2 separate regions of the Gossypium hirsutum genome follow, and region 2 is linked to region 1. Evidence: chromatin contacts called from public Hi-C data. All regions are on one chromosome and are shown on one strand. Each heading gives the region's core, a stretch centred on a gene start, on an enhancer-like site or on the middle of the called end of the contact. The rest is flanking DNA. Distances are from core to core; before and after follow the strand shown.

What was found. Hi-C and Micro-C count contacts between places; a contact is called where the count stands out from the background.
Region 2: a Hi-C map of leaf shows a contact between it and region 1, with 2.6 times the contacts expected there. The contact joins the enhancer-like site here to the promoter of LOC107892260 in region 1. A contact is called at or near these places in 8 of 34 Hi-C or Micro-C datasets (anther, callus and leaf).

Annotation. Positions count from the first base shown.
Region 1 is chrD09:9,144,226-9,147,857 of Gossypium_hirsutum_v2.1, forward strand. It overlaps LOC107892260 (oleosin 16.4 kDa-like), which reads right to left and starts at 1,620. Exons shown (of 1, transcript XM_016817291.1): 1 at 900-1,620. The coding sequence starts at 1,530. The coding sequence ends at 1,069.
Region 2 is chrD09:9,296,545-9,299,988 of Gossypium_hirsutum_v2.1, forward strand. No RefSeq gene overlaps it. Among protein-coding and RNA genes, the nearest start is that of LOC107892259, 10 kb to the right of the region's middle. Within about 2 kb of position 1,492, at least 5 of the 9 cell types and tissues checked have an H3K27ac peak or open chromatin away from gene starts, as enhancers often do. A contact at or near this core is called in leaf, where this site is marked.

The DNA of each region.
Region 1 (3,632 bases), core at 370-2,869:
GAAAAAAAGGTAGTTACACATATCATGACCTAAAATAACATATCTTTTTCGTATATAATCTAACTAACAACTTATTTCAATATTTAATTTTTATTTAAAATTATTTAAGTAAAAAACCCTTACTTCCGTTTTCACGCAGAAAAAAAAAATACCACCCTTCACTTCTATTTTTAAATTATTATTTATTTTTTAATGATTTCTTTAATATAAATATAACGAATAAATGATAATTATTGTTAAAATAATTAATCATAAAAAAGATACCAGAAAATAATTAACATATTTTTTTTATTAAATAAGTAGTTATAATTTTTTATATCTGTCCATATAATTTTTAAATAAAAAACTAAAATTAACATAAAATATTTTCTTACAATATCATCATCAACAATAATAAATACATTTAATATTAATAATGATTAATTAGTTTACGTGCTGATTTTGTCATATTCAATAGTGATTGTTTATAGACGGGGCGAAACTAAACACGTAAAAATACAATTTCAGCTTTTTAATTATAAGGGACCAAAATATAATTTTACCTTATCTGCCGGCCCCCTAGCTGTTAATAGAGCATGATTAATTAATTTCAAGATCATTTATTTTATGTTATTCTTAACAAACCAGATCAAGAAAATAAACACGCGATTTCTAGTAATTACTAAAGCAAATATTTATGTCTTTAACGGTCAATTTTATTTATTTTTTGTTTTTTTAATTATTGGCCCACCCGAAAGCCCAACCATTTCAGTCTTGCAACCTAAAAAAGAAGACACCGAAAAACTCGTCCAAAAGGGCATGGGATAATTTTTTTCCGGTGGCAGAATTTGGTTGAACACCTCTACCAGTGCATATAAGGTTTAAAAACAACGCATATAAACATAAAAAAAAAACACATATACCACAAATCTAATATATTAGTATATTACCCATTATTTCACAACTAGAGAAAAAGAAGAAGATAAAATCAACATGCACGAAAATCGCAAAGACGAAAGACTTCTCGAAAATGAAACACACTTAAAGTACATTTTACAAGCAAGCAAAGCAACCTTCCATGGTTCATATTCATGTCCTACCACCCTCATGAGCCTTGTTTTCGATAGTCTGCCCAGCTTCCTTAGTCTTTTGTCCCACATACCCCACCATATCTTGCATGCCCCTCTTGGCCCGGTCCGCGTCGAGCTGCTCGGTGCCAGTCGCCTGTCTGAAGCGGTTAAATACGTAGGAGAGCGAGGACAGTCCCGTCAACCCAAAAGCCCCGGACGACAAGAAACCGGCCACAGCCATGAAAACCGCGATGGCAGCTGGGAGCAGAACCGGGCTGAAGATGACGAAGAGTGGCGTTGCCACGCATAGGCCGATGACGGTGCCGGTGAGGGTTAGCCCGGCTAATGCAAGGAGAGTGCCGCCGATGGGAAGGAGGGTGAGGACGGTTAGAACTTGGGTTGTTGATGGTCCGCTTTGATAGTTCGTTCTATCACCACGAACAACCTGGTCAAATCGGTAAGAGCGGTCACGGTCGGCCATTGATGAAAACAGCTTACGAGCTTGCTTAATTAAGTTAAGTGTGTGGAAAGTGAAAAATAAAGATGGAGAAAGGTGGGGAAGGTATTGGGGAGGATGCGGGATTTTTATAAAGGGGGAGACGGGTGTCATATGGAGACACGTAGGGGATGACTTGGTGAGCTGAGGTTTTGCATGAGAACCAAGTTTCACTGTCGCTTTCCAATTTGAAAAGATTATTATTATTTTATCACATATATCTTGATTCAATAAAAATATTTATTATATTTTTTCATCCCTAGATTATCAAATTAAAATTTTAATTTGTATGTTACACTCGATTTGGAGATTTCATCTTCATATGCTTTAATTTGAAATTGTTGGGTGAGTTTTTTTACTATTATTAATAATATGTTGTACTTCGGTTTAAATCACTAATCAATTGAAAACTATGCTAGTCTTGACATGAATTTCTTTTTGAAATTTCTTATATCTTACCCCAATTGTTAATTTTCAATATATATATATGTTGATGTGGAATTAAAGAAAAAAAATTAAAATATAGTAGGAACAAAATGATTTTTTTAAAAAGTGAATACCGGTAGAGCGGTTGGATAGTGAATATGAAGCTGTTATAGTAATTGTTGTCACCTTAATATGCTCCACTATAGAAATTACCATTTCATTATTGTATATATAAACTATTAAAAAGGTTAAAGTGTAATAATGCAATATAAAAAAATCCATATATTTTATTTTTTTGAAGAATTATTTTTAAATATTTAGTTGACTTTAAAAAATTAAAAATACTAAAAATAAGTTACAAAAATTAAACTGAAACAAAGTAGAGTGAGATTGGGACGGGGGTGGAGTTGGATGTATCCAACATCTATGGAAGTGGTAGTGGATTTCAAAATTATGCATCCATAGTGGAATGGGGTGGGTGGTGAAGTAGAGTATGTCAACTATGGAGTGGTGGTGGATTTAGCAATATTTTCTCTCACCCCACTCCATTGTCATCCTTAAATAAACTCACTGCTATGGTTATTTGAATTTGGCCAGTTCGAGTGGTTGGATTGGTTGAACCAAAAATATATCATTAATTCAAATTTTTAATTAATTTTTTTACAAAATATGTTACATTATTTTTATAAAAATAAAAGAAAAGTTTACGCTTTAAACTTAACATCATAGTTTTTAATAGGTATATTCACAATTCAAGTTATCCCCTTAAGCTCAAAAGTTAGTTGAAAACGAAGCAATTTGAATAAAAGTACAAGACTAAAAAATGAACTTGGGGAAAAAAAAAGCTTGTTTAAATATTGATCGGGCTTAGGATTCAATATTCAAGGCTTGAGCTCGATTTAGCCCGGCCTGTTTTATACTTTTTGTAATAGATTTATATTTTATTAAATTAAATATATAATAATATGATATTATGTAAAAATTAAAAATATGTTAAGATGTCTAAATTTGAAATTTTAATGAAAAATAATCTAAAATATTAAAAATTAAATTAAAAATAATATATATTTTAAAGATAATATGAGCAGACTTAAAATAGGTTTGAATTAGTTATTTACAAATATAAACATACATTAACAAAATTTCAAATCCTTATTTCAAGTTAGAGTCAGATAAACATAAAAAAGGGCAAAACTAGGGGGTGACAGTGGCCTCGGTCCCCTTTAAAATAGAAAGTTTTCTATTTAAGCCCTTTAAGATTTTTAAAATTTTAAATTAGTAAAGGTAAAATTACACTTTGTCTCTTCTAAAAATATAAAAATATAATTTAATCCTTTAAAATTTATAAAAATATAAACTATTAAAATAATAAAATTATAATTTTTATTATCATAAAAATTACAATTTAATTTCAATCCCTTAAAAAATTTTAGTTTTACCTCTAAATATAAAATATATTAATATTAGATTTGATTGCAACTGCATCAAACTTATGAATAGTTTTAATTTTAAAACAAATTTACCATCTCAACCAAAATTCCATTTACATTAATATAAACTTTTAATGACTTCAAAATTTGACCGCGTCTGACACATACTGAAGATAAAACATTAATATGACAATAATCCTATTTTTTTTATAATATTTATTAAATAATTTA
Region 2 (3,444 bases), core at 242-2,741, 150 kb after region 1:
TAATAATAAATAAGTGAGAGTTTAGCCATAATACTTGCAATGGTCTGACTCCATGACTAATAATGATGTAATTAATAGATGAAAAGTCAAAACTTATTATTAGAGTTGTGTGACCTAAATTCATGTTAAATAAAATAAGAGATTGCTTGCAAATCAAGTTAAACAAAATATATGTTCTTTCTAGAATATTTAGTATTTATTAGTATAATATATTTAACATTTATTAACATAATTTATTTGACCTACGAATTTAGCCTATAAATAGGTTCTTTTACAACCTTAGAAAAAATACTCATTAAATATTAAAACTCATAACACTTTTGAAGATTTGTGTGTTTACGTTTTGTTAGGTTCTTTGTTTTTAGGTTTCGGAGTTTAGTTTTTTTTTATCTTCATCTTTTGTACTCTTTGTTCTTTTGTCACTATAGTAAAATTATCTTTGCCCATAGTTTTTTATTCTCTTTGGAGGGGTTTTTTCACGTTAAATTTGTGTGTTCAATTCCTCAATTTATTCTGCTATTTTTACTTGTTCGTTGCTTAATCGGGTCGATCCCCAACAATTAATTTACTTAATTACATATCATTTTATCTCATATTATATATGTCCTTTCAATCTCTTCACTAGCTCAAAATAACTCTAAATAGATTTCATTTAATATTAACACTTGCATGAAATTGTAAAAGATTGAACAAGGAAAAATAGTTCACCACAATGTTTGTCATAGATGGCCCTACAAAGTTAGATAATTAAGATTACCTGATCGAAAGCTCTAAATCGGACTCCAACCTAATATTAAAAATCTAATTCTAACTTAATTTAAAATCTATTTTAAAACTACTTGGAAATCTAACCTAATTTAAATAATCTAATCAGAATTAAAACCTAAACCTCGTATCAACCTTAAGAAGCAAAAGTCATATTTAAATCTAAATAAATAATTATAAAAAATAACATATCTAATTTAAAAAAATCCAATCAAACTTAAAATCTAAATATAATAATACTTGTAATACTGATGTTGCAAATTCACCATGCAACGACCCCTGTTGCAAACTCTGAAACACGGAGGGGCTCATCTGGAAATTTCCCTTTGTTTTTCTTTGTGCGGTCTCTGGTGGCGAGCACGGTGGCCGGTACAAAAAAGCTTCTTTTTTTGTTTTGAAAAATGTTTTTGAAAATATTTCTCAGATCTGATCTTTAGATTTGACGAGAATAAAAGAATAAAAAGGAAATGAAATGAAAAAGGATAAAAAAAGGTTTTTCTTTTTCTTTTTTAGTCTTATGTTAACATTATTTGATCTGTTTTGCTTCAAATTTGTGTTGTAAAAAATTGTTTGTCATTTTGCTAATTTACCCATTGTACTGCCTGTTTGTATTACCAAATTTGATTTGTAAAAGATCTCTTTTTTTTTCCTTCTTTGTGCGGTGCATGGAGGGGCTAGGGTCTAGAAACCCTAATAGTAAGCTTTGATGACAAATGGGCCTTAGGACCAAGACTAAAATTAAAATGGATTGGTAAAATAAACGGGCTTCTAATGGGCCCAAATAACTAATTTTTAAAAAATATTGGGCTAAAAATGAAATGGACAATAAGTTATTTGGGCTTGAGTCAAAATCGAGCCTTAGTAAGGAGTGGTCTCAAAATGATCCTATCATAACATAATGGGATTTTAAGGTGCCTCGTAAAATGAAATCTAACCAAACTAGAAGCACACTGTTATTAAATTGAAATCTGATTTAAGATTTAAAACTTTGTGTTCAAAATTCGGGAATTTAATTTCATTTTTATTTCTTACAATCAATTTCCGATATGTATATCCATTTAAAAAATTATTTAAAAATCAATTTTAAAAATAAATTCCAACTTAAAACCAATCATGAATGGCCAAATTTTAATTATCAAAAGTCCAATTTACTTTATTAATTGAGAAAAAACAATTAAGTTTAGCACATATCTTAATGTTCAACCTCTAATCTTAACTCAAAATCAAATAAAATTTAATTCGATTCCAAAATTATTAGAAGGTCGATCTCAACTTTAATAAAGTACAAATAACCCCTAATTCAATAAAATCAAAACCTAATAAAATCGAAATTGATTGTCTAGACAAAATAAGGTGTCTACATATAAAAATATTAGTCCAAAAATAAATATTTAATTGGGCCACAAAATGATGTTCATTATTTACTTTTAACTACAAGAGTATAACATCACATTCAAATAATAATTACAACCAAATAAATCCATTAAGAAATATTTCGGGGATTGAACGTATAGAAAAATGGTACGAATGACTTCAACTACTCTCTTGATTCACTAATTAAATAAGTTACTAGTATAAAGACAATAAAGTAAAAGTCAAGTAGAAACCAATAAATGGTAAATTGAATGAAAATGCAATAAACAAAACAATAACTCAATTCACTAATGTAGTGGATAAGGATATTTTTAGTTAATGACTATTAATAACCAATAACCTATATAAAATTAAACTCGATCAAAAATTAATGACATAGATGTGCCTTTAGACTTAGGCCAAGTGCTAAAGCACAATTGTCACTACAAAACCTTCTTCAATGCCTCTAAATGATTTAACAATTTACCAACCTCTTACAAAGTGCAATGTTGTCCTCATTTCCTGTTTTCCGTGAAATAACTTGTAACACCCGCTATCTGACCAGATTTTCGGGTCTGAGTACCAAATGCTACACTAACTCACACGACTTAATAAAATTTCAATTTTCGATTTAATCACATAATTAACGACGTAGGTTTTATAATTCTAATTGCTAATATAACTTGTATATACCTAGTGATAGACTCCTAAGAGCTTTATGTCCAACAAGTGTATACAATTTCTCTATGAAAGAACGAATACTTATACAATCAACTTATACCCTGAGGCGGGGCCTCTACGGGTGCCCCTCTATATAAATGGACAACTACTGTGCACCACTTAACTTGTTTGAGTTTGGCTTGGCCCCTATTGATTTGTCAGGGTAATTAGCTAACCTGCATTCAAGCATAAATTCTTATAAGTTCGAAAGAACGTAATGACATCTGTACGTATAAGCATATGAAATTCCCTTAAAAATTTTCTATGGAACTAAATTTTCTGGTTCGGAAATGAACTCCCTGGGTTTCATTGGAGATTTCATGAACCTAGTTGTCAAGACCCATGACTTAGGCGCTTTGAGCCATTTATTGGCGGACCTAGATTCTTGATCAGGTTGAAATCATGATTCCACGTCGAGGTCTCACCCTTCTTATTTTCAAAACACGTGCCTAATTCTTGTAATCAATTTTTCCAACTGGCGATACTCCGCGATACCCACAATATTGTCGTAACGCAAGTCTTTACTAGAATACATTCTCTTTTCCTTTGGGGAAAGTTCCTACAATATGGCTCCCATAGCACTAGCCCTTTTCATACATTTGTTAA